2 separate regions of the Mus musculus genome follow, and region 1 is linked to region 2. The links are chromatin contacts, called in public HiChIP or PLAC-seq maps. All regions are on one chromosome and are shown on one strand. The core of a region is the stretch at or near the end of the contact, and the rest is flanking DNA. Distances in the headings are between cores, read along the strand shown. Region 1 overlaps Phgdh (3-phosphoglycerate dehydrogenase). Region 2 holds the start of Hmgcs2 (3-hydroxy-3-methylglutaryl-Coenzyme A synthase 2).

The links. HiChIP or PLAC-seq counts read pairs in DNA pulled down with a chosen protein or histone mark.
Region 1: an H3K27ac HiChIP or PLAC-seq map of neural progenitor cells shows a contact between it and region 2, with 2.6 times the contacts expected there. The contact joins the enhancer-like site here to the promoter of Hmgcs2 in region 2. A contact is called at or near these places in 4 of 39 promoter capture datasets (3T3-L1-derived adipocytes, hippocampal neurons, macrophages and 1 more), 2 of 15 datasets of contacts at CTCF or cohesin (CD8 T cells and the NIH/3T3 cell line), 10 of 484 Hi-C or Micro-C datasets (the HPC-7 cell line, cardiomyocytes, cerebral cortex and 6 more), 2 of 115 datasets of contacts at active chromatin or transcription factors (embryonic stem cells and neural progenitor cells) and 2 of 9 other capture datasets (adipose tissue and liver).

What each region holds. Positions count from the first base shown.
Region 1 is chr3:98,310,614-98,316,648 of GRCm38.p6, reverse strand. It overlaps Phgdh (3-phosphoglycerate dehydrogenase), which reads left to right. Exons shown (of 12, transcript NM_016966.3): 9 at 111-243; 10 at 1,454-1,584; 11 at 2,244-2,481; 12 at 3,192-3,478. The coding sequence ends at 3,346. It overlaps Hmgcs2 (3-hydroxy-3-methylglutaryl-Coenzyme A synthase 2), which reads right to left. Exons shown (of 10, transcript NM_008256.4): 10 at 5,911-6,035. Among named protein-coding and RNA genes, the nearest start is that of Phgdh, 26 kb to the left of the region's middle. Within about 2 kb of position 1,343, at least 18 of the 459 cell types and tissues checked have an H3K27ac peak or open chromatin away from gene starts, as enhancers often do. A contact at or near this core is called in neural progenitor cells, where this site is marked.
Region 2 is chr3:98,278,063-98,284,059 of GRCm38.p6, reverse strand. Hmgcs2 (3-hydroxy-3-methylglutaryl-Coenzyme A synthase 2) reads right to left here and starts at 3,629. Exons shown (of 10, transcript NM_008256.4): 1 at 3,473-3,629. The coding sequence starts at 3,576.

The sequences.
Region 1 (6,035 bases), core at 94-2,593, 35 kb before region 2:
TCCACAACCTTAGTTGCCTATCCATGCCAAGCTGACCCTTGGCCACACAACACTGGTTCAGCTGTTCATTCGAGCAAGTGTGCCCTGATTTAATCCTCATCTCTCTGCAGGTGAACGCCCAGGCCCTCACCAGTGCCTTCTCTCCACACACCAAGCCTTGGATTGGTCTGGCAGAAGCAATGGGCACGCTGATGCACGCCTGGGCTGGCTCCCCTAAAGGGACCATCCAGGTGGTTACACAAGGTGAGCAGAGGTCTGGTCAGGTCCACAGCAGGAGCTAGGGGCACTGCCTAGGGACAGGGAAGTGGGGATGTGGACTTATCTCTGCTGGGTATGCCCAATGCTCATGGCAGATCTAGTGGCAGATTCAGGGGACTTGGATCCTGCTCTGGGTGTAACTCACCCACTATGGAGGTGGACAAAGGAAGTGTGTAAGTGGGATACAAATTCCCTGGGAAAACTTATTTAATTGTCACAGATAACAGTTATGCAATGTTTTTAGGATATGCATGTTTTCCATGCAAGAGAGACCAGGGAGTTTCTCTTTTCTTTCTTTTTTTAAAAAAAGATTTATTTATTTATTTATTTATTTATTTATTTATTTATTATATGTAAATACACTCCAGACGAGGGTGTCAGATCTTGCTAGGGATGGTTGTAAACCATCATGTGGTTGCTGGGATTTGAACTCAGGACCTCTGGAAGAGCAGTCAGTGCTCCTAACCACTGAACCCTGTCACCAGCCCAACCAGATAGTTTCATGTTAAAAGACATTGGGATCTGTAGAGAGATTTTAAATTATGCAACAAAATTGTTTGGGTCTGATTATGAACCTGTAGTTGCATGCAACTCTGCTTTCTTCTTGGTAGTGGGTCCACCATTCTGCAGATGGAGTCCGGTGGTCCCTTCTTCCTGTACAAGGCTGTCTTACCCTGTCACCTATTTGGCACCTGACTCTTGGGGAGAAAATGTGAAGTTGGGCAGGACAGTTAAATCCCAAACACTGGAATTACCAGGGACAGGCACAGCCAGGGGTACCATGTCCACTGGCCTGAGTACCCAGACCCTGAAGAAGCATGCCAGGGGGCTGAGGGCATGCAGTTACTTCAGTGTTTGCAAGGGTCTCGAGTTCCAGCCACTGGTGGCATCACAAGTTTTCAAGTATCTTCTGGGAAGACAGGCAGGCCATGGAGGCCTGCCATGAGTTGGACTGCATTTTGGAGGGGAGTGCCTCCAATTGGTTAAAGCTTCTTAGGTTTCTGGCCTTGGAACCAGATCTGTCCCAGCTGGCTTTCAGCACTTGGAAGCAGTCGCAGTGCCCAGTGCAGGGTGCAGTTGGGGTTCCCAGGCCAACAAGGGCCTTGTAGCTGAGGGTTAAGTGCCTGTGGCTCCCTTCCCCCTCCTGTGGTACCCAGTAAACAATGATCTTCAGGGCAACCTTCTGTGTCCCCAGGAACATCTCTGAAGAATGCTGGGACCTGCCTGAGCCCTGCAGTCATTGTCGGCCTTCTGAGAGAAGCATCTAAGCAGGCAGACGTGAACTTGGTGAACGCTAAGCTACTGGTGAAAGAGGCTGGCCTCAATGTGCGCCCCGTCGTTACTCTGAGCACTGCTCTGCCATCCCTTTTTTTTTTTTTTTTTTTTTTAAATTTGTTTCTTTGAGACATTCTCACAGAACCCAGGTTGTCCTTGAACTCCTGATCCTCCTGCTATTAACTCCCCAGTGCCAGGATTATAGGCACATGCCCCTGAGCCTCGCTTCACCCCTCATCTTAGAAGCCTGTTCACAGTTTCACTTGGGCTTGCTTCTTGCCATTCACCCTGTCTACTGATGAGAGCTAGTCTTAATTACTTCATCTGTAAAGGGAAAAAGCATATGTCTGAGCATTTCGAAGTGAGCTCATACTCACAAAAATACTGTATGTATAGTGCAAAAATGCTCTGAAGCAGGCAGGGGTGGGGGGGTCCTTCCTCCCTTTATGGGGCATATTGACTGTCCCAATAAGCTAATGTCTGGGGGCATAATGCTCATGCCATTTGTCCCTAGCCCCAAATCACCGAACTAGTGAGCCAGGACTGAACTGGTGGGCCAGGCTAGATCTCTCTCTCTCTTTCTCTCTCTCTCTCTCTCTCTCTCTCTCTCTCACACACACACACACACACACACACAGAGAGAGAGAGAGAGAGAAAGAGAGAGAGATACACATGGGTAATTAGGCTGTGTCTCTGTCTTCTCTCTACAGGTCACCACCTCCCACAACCCTGGGGTTCCAGGGGAGCAGGGTAGCGGGGAATGCCTCCTGACTGTGGCCCTGGCAGGTGCTCCCTACCAAGCCGTGGGCTTGGTCCAGGGCACCACACCAATGCTGCAGATGCTCAACGGAGCTGTCTTCAGACCAGAGGTGCCACTACGCAGGGGCCAACCCCTGCTCGTATTCCGGGCTCAGCCCTCCGACCCTGGGATGCTGCCCACTATGATTGGTGAGAAGGCTTTTTGTCAGGGAGGCTGGCCAGGCTTCTGAAGTAGAGATGGGGGGGGGGGGGGGGAATCCCTAGAATTGGGCCCTGGCCCTGGAGAGATGCTTCCTCTGGGCCTTTTTCTGCCTCAGGCATGTCTATATGTCCCTCACAGAGGGTTCCTGAACTGTTTCTACAGCGGGGAAGTGGCTTATCTGAGATCACAGCGGTATGGGCAGAGTGCCTGCTACTATCCCCGGCCATGGCACAAGTTTGCCATGTACACACACAGTCTGTGTCCCAGGAGTCCTTTATGGACTGCCTTTCTATAGATCCTAGTGGCCAGCTTAGCCACAGCAAAGTGTGTCAGAGTACCTCTTCTGTGGTGTGGCCCCAGTCTCCCCTGAGACCTGGGCTGCCGAAGGTTCTGGGTCTTGGCAGAGGGTGTGTCCCCAGACTTTGGGAGGTAGGGGGAGTCATCTTATCCCACTTGTCAGCTGCCCAGAGGGAGGTTCTCTGCTTCTCCTGCTGTCCTCCCTCCACCTCACCTGATGCTCAGGCAGTGCTGAGAGAGTCCCGTAGCAGAAGAAATTCACCTGTCCTGCCATTTAAGCTCCCTCCCCCTCCTTCCCTCTCCATCCCCCATGCATCGTTGGCCATGGAAGCCTGCTCTGGGCCCTGCCCTCTCACCCCTTCCCTCAACCTAACCAGGGCTTTCCTTTCCTTCCTCCCAGGCCTCCTGGCAGAGGCGGGTGTACAGCTGCTGTCCTACCAAACCTCCATGGTGTCTGACGGAGAGCCCTGGCACGTCATGGGCCTGTCCTCCCTGCTGCCCAGCCTGGAAACATGGAAGCAGCATGTATTGGAGGCTTTCCAGTTCTGCTTCTGACCCTGGGGTTCAGCACTCTCAGCCCCACAGGCTCTTCTGAAGAAACCCGCTCAACTGTGACCTATAGGGAGAGGGGATCGCAGAACCAGGGCATCTGCCTGAACTAATACCTAGTAAAGAATTCTTAACTCCACATGGTGTCTGTGTGATCATTATCCAGAAAGGCCAGCAGAGGGCGCCCACAGGCCGCCTCTCTAGGTTTTGGCAGCTGACCAGCAGGGTATATAGAGGAAGGTTAGGGTCTTCTGGATGTGGCTAAACACACAGGTCATATGCTGCAGCGGTGTAGAGATTCCGGGTCTGGGGAGGAGGAAGTAGTTTGAAGGTCATGTGGGAGAGTATGGGGGCATTTCTTTGCAGTAGTGGCCCTTGGCCAATCACAACCTCCCACAAACTGAAAAGGCAGAATTCACGACCACCACCCCCTCCCCCATTGGAAGATCTCAAACCTGAGGTATCACTCATTCTAAGGAATGCCCTCCAGTTAGCTGCACTTGATCTAGAGCTAGTTTTATAACTGAATAATGACTTGCTTTTGAAGAATTCAAAGTGGCTACCTCCTGCACCTGCTGAGGTCCAGCCTCAGCATGAGGAGAGTCCTGAGAAAGCTGGGAATGGGGACGGTGCTGATTCAATAATGACTCCGAGTCAGTATTAGATGCAAGCTGCTGGTTCAGGTACTCTCTCTGTTCCCTGACGATTCTCAGTACTCTTTATTCTTCAACTTCAGCTTAATTGTAATACCCAGAGAGAGACTGAAGACAGCCTTTTATTTACTAAGGCTACATCCTCAAGGCTTTGGTCACTGTTAATAATTATCAAGAATTCTTAGATTTACATCAACTCTGAGTCTGGATCAATAGTCCCAGCCCCCATTTCCTTAGAGCAGAACTGAGCACAAAGCAAGCACACATTTCCTTATAGGTTTACACAGCCTGTTCTTCACAGGTAGCTGGGCAGAGCTCTTCCAAGTTTCATTACAGCAGACAGTAGTCTTTAGTAACTGCTTCCATGTAAGAATAGAAAAGTGACAAACTACTAAAATTAAAATGATTCCTTACAAAGTTTTGAATTTATGTAAGTAGAAAAATTAAACAGTGCTCTCTAATATCCTTCCAGGCATTGTCATCTCCAATTCTTCAATCAGCTAGAAAAACAACACTAACTTTTTATATGCTTCCACATCATCTCTTAATTCTCTAATCTTCATTTCCTTTTATAAAAAGATTTATGACACCAGAAGAGGGCATCGGACCCCATTACAAATGGTTGTGAGCCACTATGTGGTTTCTGGGAATTGAACTCAGGACCTCTGGAAGAGCGGTCAGTGCTCTTAACCACTGAGCCATCTCTCCAGGCCCCTAGTCTCCATTTCCTTATCCTAGCAATTCCATAGCCTCATGTACTCTCCTTCTAACACTATTTATTCCTAAATTATGTATAAATTCCTACTTTTTCTATCCATACCCTTTTTTTCCTGATTTCACTCTAACTCTCTATCCTTGAAGTCTCCAAGTTCATCCTGGCTAATCAATGCAGCAGTCATTGAACTGGAGAGTACGTGTTCTTCTTCATGATTCCAAATTCAAGGCCAAGTCTGGCAATGAACCACTTCTACAAAGGACCATATAGGCTTTTATGGCCTCTGTGGTTATATTGTCTAGATCCTTTCCCATGGCCCTAAAGGCCAAGTGGAGGGCCTGTTCCTCGCCCTCCATAACCTCATGACCATCTCCATTCCTCATTACTGAGTACTGCATCTATTTCATTTACTATGCCATGATTAGCTCTGAGTAATGGGGGGAAGTCTATTCTTCAGAGAGAAAGACTGAAAGTGAGTAGTAAAGACAGAAGATCAACTTTGGGCAACAGCAACCATCAGCACATGTTGGAGGGCATGGGATTAATGGCCTGGTGATGCTCCAGGGTCAGGAATTGTGTCACACCTTCCCTTACACAGCTATGCCAGACCCAGCACCAGCAGTCTTGTGGGCATGGCTAAAGACTATAAAGATTCTCCTAGGGGATCTTCTAGGGAAGAAGTCATTTGAGCAGAGGATGTTGGTGTCTGGGGAATCACTTTGGGTTGACTTTATGAAGTGAAGAAAGGTGTTTGCCCCCAATCAGTGCCATTTCTGATATTCTACCTTGTGACATCCAATCCCTGAAACTTGTAGAGTGGAGTTTCACTCTCAAGTATATCGGCAGTGAGTCGGGGTAAATGTTGGAATGGCATTATAGAACTGGCCTTAAATGCTAACTCCTGGACAGTCAGTTTGAATGAAGAGTATCCCAGAGTAGCCAAAGGAAAACCTCCTCAGGCCTTATATAAAGGCTGATGAGGAAAAGAGCAAGAGACGTGTGTGTGTGTGTGTGTGTGTGTGTGTGTGTGTGTGTCTGTGTGTGTCTGTGTGTGTCTGTGTGTGTGTGTGTGTGTGTGTGTGTGTGTGTGTGTGATGGCGTGAGGGTGGTTAGGTACTGACAGCCAGTGTGTTCTGCTTATGAGTTGAGGTTTGTCCTTCAGCTGCTGTGTGGTGACAACAATCATTCACTCAGCCAGCACCTTGACACAATTTTGAAATGCATTTTATTGAGGGATAGAACACATTCATGCCAAAGTGCACAGGTGGCTTCTTGGGGACAGGTGGCTGAACTTGATTTCTTATAGTAGAAACAGTGACCCCAAGTT
Region 2 (5,997 bases), core at 2,380-4,879:
CCCTTTGTGCCCACAAAGCGGGAAGCAATTTATAGCTCCTTGTGCAGTGGAGCAGGCCAACCTGTGGGAGCACAGAGGACAGAAAGCGCTTTTCTCAATGGAGAAAATGGGCCAGTAGAAGAGAGATTTTTTTTCTTTCTAGTGTCTCTCTACCTTTCACTTCAGGTCCCCAACTCCTCTGGTGAAAGTCTGCAGTTTCCCCTCCTGGCTGTAAGTCCCTCCCCTAGAGGCGCTCATGGGCAGGTGTCTGAACCTATCTTCACAATAAGCACTGGTTGAATGATGGCTCAGGAACTCCCCATTGTTTCTTGTCTTAGAAACACTCTGGCTAGTTGGTGCCTCGGACACCTGGCTTTCCAAGCTCTCTCTGTACCCGGAGGCTAGGGCTCATATTAAGTGCTTCTCCTGATTTGTATCTCTAGGGCCCCCAATGCTCCCACCAGGAAAGTCCCTCTTAAGGACCCCTGTGAGACAAAAGTGCGTCCACCCAATCATCACAAGATACCGAAGCAGAGCGATCTGGGCTCATCAGCCTCTGATGAAAGAGGGCAGGAACTTATTTATTTGATGCCTTCCAAATAAGTGGAGTTTGAACTTTCAAATATTTATGGGGGAGAGTCCCCAGGACCAAGAGCTAATGGTTAGCTCATGTTTGGAGCTGCCAGCGTGGCAGCTTTCCCTGCAGGTTCATTTTCTGCCTCCTCTGGGCTGACTCCCTCACTGTCTTCCCATACAGAAAGACAAGACTCAGGGAGAAGATCAGAGAGCCTGTAACTCTCCTTATTGTCTTGGTAGAGATTTTCTGGATGTGGGTTTCAGAGCCTTAAAGACAAGTAGCGCACAGAGGCTTTCAGAAGCTCCCAGGCTTGGTTGGTGCTTGGGCCCTTTGCATGAGAGTGCCCGTCTTATCCTGTGCTTCCTCTAAGGGATGATCACTGACTGCATTTAAGTCAGCTTCATGCACCATGCCCTCATTCACTTCATACCACCCTGCCTGCCTCCCTGTGGGTTCACGGCTAACAATCCCACGAAGAGAAGGGTGTTGTTGTGTGAAGGAGTTTCACCGAAGAGGGCAAGGCTCTCAACATCCTTAGTGGATGTGAAGAAAGAGATGAGCATGTATATACCCCGACTATAAAGGCTGGTGGGAGAGGGGAGGTAAGACCATGAAAGAGATGCAGGCAAAATCACGCAGTGCAAAGGAAGCAGAGATTCTCTGGGATGGACGGATAAGGAGGATCTCATGGGAGAGGCTGAGTTGAGGGCAGCCTTTTTTATTTGTCAGAAGTCAGAAGCAGTCAGAAGACAAATTTCTCTCCTTCTACATGTACGTTCTGGGGATCGAACTTAAGTCTTCAGGTTTGGCTGCAAGCACCTTTACCCGAAGAGCCATCTCACCAGCCCCTGGGATCAATCTTGACTGACAGATGAGTAGTTTTCTGTTGGTGACGGACTGGAGGAGGTGAAGGGGCAGTGGCCACAGTGGGGGTGCATGAGCGAGCTAGGGAACCTTCACAGAGGAGAGTGTGCAGGGAGACTTAAAGGTGAGAAACACTGACTCCCGGATACTTAATATAGGGCCGGGAAGTAAATGGGTATTCTGAGGTGGACTTAAATGATGTGGATCGCATTACAGAGGTAGACCCCTTACAGCGGCAGTTCTCAACCTGTGGGTCCCGATGTCTTTGAGGGTTGTATATCAGATATTCGCATTATGGTTCATAACAGTAAAAAAATACAGTTATGACGTAGCAATGAAGTGGTTTTATGGTTGGGGGTCAGCACAACATGAGGACCTGTACTGAAGGGTCACAGCATCGGGAAGGTTGAGAGCCACTGCTTGAGAGCAAAGGTGACCTATAAAGAACATTAGTAGTTCAGGCAACGAGACAGGAAACGTGAATAAGAATTCCAGGGCACAAACCAAAGAAGTCAGAATGTTGATGAGGGTGGAGGCTTGCCTCTTGGGTAGTGGCCTACTGTTGCGTAGGGAAGGTTTGTGCCAGGCATGGTGGTACATACCACTACTGGGATTATCCCCAGTGTTCTGGTGGCAAAGACTAGTGGATCTTAATGAGCTCAAGGCCAACCTGGTCAACATCGTAAGTTCTAGATCAGTCAAGACTACATAAAGAAAGCCAGGCGGTGGTGGCACACGCCTTTAATCCCAGCACTTGGGAGGCAGAGGCAGGTGATTTCTGAGTTCGAGGCCAGCCTGGTCTACAAAGTGAGTTCCAGGACAGCCAGGGCTACACAGAGAAACCCTGTCAAAAAAACAAAACAAAACAAAAAACAAACAAACAAACAAAAACCTACATAGAGACCTTGTCTTAAAAGGGGGGGACGGGACTGAGAAATGGTCACCCTGTCTGGCCCTGAAATAAGTAAACCCCATAACTTCCTCGCAAATAGAAAAGAAGCAAGCTAAAGTCTAAGCTGGAACATTCAAATAAAACGCAGTGGTTTTGCAAGGGTGGGGAAGTGGATGTCAGTGGCGCTAAAAGCAAATCAGGAGGTTTAAGGGCACTGCTCCTTTCCCCTCCACACCTATACCCAGGCTCCAGCAGGGCGGGACAAGGGAGGGCACCATAGCAAAGAGGTTCCCTAAAAACTCAGTACTCATGGGTATAAGTGGAAAGGAAGCCCTGGGACTCTGAGCTCAGTGGACAAAGAGCAAAAGAGAAAACACCCAAGTAGCTGGGAGCCTGAAGCACAAAGCCCAGATGTGTCCCATCAACTCTGAGCAACCACAGTTACTTGGACGAGACTGAAGGGTGTTTACAAAGAAAGAAGGCATGTTTGTTTTTCTTTCACAAGTACATGTATCCACCCATCCACCCCACCCCACACACACAGTGAGAAACACACACACAATTTTTATCTTTCATCTCACAAAACCGAAGCACGGAGAAACACTGCTTCGTCTCTTTGGTCCATACTGGATCTTGCCACAGTGAACGACAGCAAGCAGTTAAACCACAACTGCAGCTGCAGGATCCTGAGGTCTGCTGCCCCCTGTGGCCGGCAGAGGAAAGGCTGCTGCTTTTCCTAAACAAAGTGCATCAGAGGCTTAGGCTGGGAGTCCTGTGCGTCCTGTCCCCTTGGATCAGTTTACGACAATAAAAATACATCTTGCATATCAGATATTTACATTATGATTCATAATAGCAGCAAAATTAGTTATGAGGCAGAAATAAAAATAATTTTATGGTTGCGGGGGTCACCACAACCTGAGGAACTGTATTAAGGGTTGCAGCATTAGGAAGGCTGAGGACCTCTGGCTTAGACACTTCCAGCTCAACAGTTAACAGGTGCTGTCTAGAAATGAGGCTAACTTGTTTATAACTGAGTACAACCTCGCCAGCTTTTGACTGAGGTTCTAGTGAGTCCTCCAACAAGCCCCGCGTTTTACTGGTCCCCACGGTGCTTGTCTGGGAGTGATCTATGTAGACCCTCTGAGCAGGCCACTCACCTCTGCTGGGCTGCTGAGAGCAGGTGAGCAGGTGTGAGCGAAGTTTCCTGCATCGCTCTCTTCACTTGCAGGACCCGCCTCGCTGGAGCCAAAAGCCGCTGCATCTCTAAGGTATCAACAGAAAGCCAGCAGTCCACAGCCCTTGGGAGAGATGCCCAACGATTCTGGGTTGGGCTTTATAAGACTCCAGGCTCTGGAAGCCCCGCCTCCGCTTATCGAGGCCCCTGCCTGCTTGGGGAAAAACTGGGCCAAAGGTCTCAGAACAAGTCAAAGGAAAACATCATGTCTAACATGTACATAGCTGCACTGTTCCTGGCTGGTATCTAGCTGGCTGGCTCTGAGACTTCATTGTTGGCCTTATTTTTGCCTAACCATGCAAGCTTGCATGCTCCTTCTAACACATCCAACAATCAGCAGTCACCCAACTCGTCTCTGCAGCCTCCTGATTCCTCTGCTGAGTGGCTCACCATCTGTTCCTAACCCCTAACCACTTTATGCAGTCAGATGTTATTCTTACCATTTCTATAAGAAGCAGCTTTCAAAACCAAAGAGTAATCCCCCCTCCACCTCCATTTCTTCTTAAATACCCCAGGCTAGCCTTGAACTTGAAATCAGTCTTCCTCCCTCAGCCTCCATGAGCACTGTGATTACTGGTATAACCTTTTAATACCAGCTCTTCAAGCAGTTGAGAGTAGGTGTTGACGCACATCTGACGGGCTGGCTGGCTTTGGTCTGTGGAGCTGGTTGTTTTCCTCTTATCTTTATTGTCCGTCATTATGCTTACACAGAGCTTCACAGAGCTTCCAAGAGGGACGCAGCAGATGCTGCTAGAGAGGTTCAGAATCCCTCAAAAGGAGACTGTCTTGAAGTTCAGGCTTTCCTAGGAAGGAGAAGTTTATTACAAGTTGGATTTTAGAGACAGGGAGGACAGAGTCCTCAAAGACCCATGTCTACAAAGCTGCAGAGTGGGGATCCCCCAGCATCTTTTGACTCCGGACTGTGCATGTAATTGTGCTCCTATGAGTGTGCACCTGTGGCTGTGTGCATGCAGCCATGCTCCCACTTGAGCACACCTGTGGCTGCCAGGGGCTAGCATCAATACCATCCTTTAGCACTCTCAATCTTAGTCTTAAAATGATGTGTGTCTCTCCCTCTGAACCTGGAGCTTGCCTATTGGGGTGGCCAAAAGGGCTCCTAGGATCTTCCTGCCTCTGCGGTTCCAGAGCTGGGGTACGGGTATGTGCTTTTACACAGGTATGGGGTTCCAAACTCAGGCTCCACACTTTCACTTTACCCACTGAGCCACCCATCCAGATCCTCTACTACTTCTTAAGACAAAAGTCTTAAAGATGAGTCTCTATCTCATGCTCCTCATGTAGAAAGTCCCTATGTCTCACTCACACAGCAGTTGAAGCAGTTAACCCTGATATCTAATGCAACTCTATGAAAGAGTCTCAAGAACCAGGATAGCTCTTGGTTTATTTATTTCCCAGAAGCCAGAAGCTCCACCTATTTCCCCTAAATCCGGAGGCTCCCTGGTCCCCTCTCCACTTTATGTCTCTGTCTCCATACTGTTGAATCCCCATGAGACTGCAGCTTAGGCCATGCCTACCTGCAACAGCCTCTTTGTGGCAAGGCCCCTACTGAGAGCATCTGTGGCTCTCCAAGCCCTTAACAGACTCCCCCTGGGATATAGTTTCCAGGAGAATAACAAGGGCTGTTTTCAATTCCACAAAGAAGTTTATAGAACTCGCAGACTCAAGGACATGAGTGGCAACACCCCCTTCAGCTAGATGCGCCCCTCCTCCTCCTTACTGCCTCCACATTGTCAGTCAGGCTCAAACATTTCTCTGGCCCTCTCCCCACATTCATCTTGACACTCATCTCTTCTAACTCAGTCTCCACCTATTGCTCCTGCTCTTCCACTGAGCCTTCTGCAGAGTTCTGTCATCAAGAGAATTCTTTATTGTCGTCTTTCCTCTGAAAGTCCCTTGTTAATTGTCTGGGCACTGAGAATGGCATGGATGAATCAGCTGGCATTCTTATGGCTCTTTCAAAGAGTAGTTTTGCTCTTTTCCTTCCCCAGGCCCACCCCTCAGGCCACCCATACCCAAGGCTCCTTGGGTCAGTCCTTGGAACAAGGCATGTCCTCTTGGGTCTTCACTGATACCTTGGGTATTGAGGCACATTTCATCCTCTGCTCTCCATCCTTTCAGAGCCTCCCTCCTATTGTCAAGCCAGATACAATGCTCTATTTCTGCCACCACAGCACTCAAGGGTGAAGGCAGGGGGAGCAGGGGTCCAGGATTATCCTGGGGTAAGTTTGAGCCAGCTGGGGCTATGTGAGAAAGTCCAGGCCATCAGTCCAGGGCACTCAATACCCTCTCATTTCTTTCAGCACTATGACAGTCTTGCTCCACTTCCCCTCAAATGTTTCTAAACACATGGACCAAGTTTTCCTCTCCGTCTTCTGTTCCCTCAACATTCTTGCAGACATGAACCTTCTAGCCTGGCTTCTTACAGAA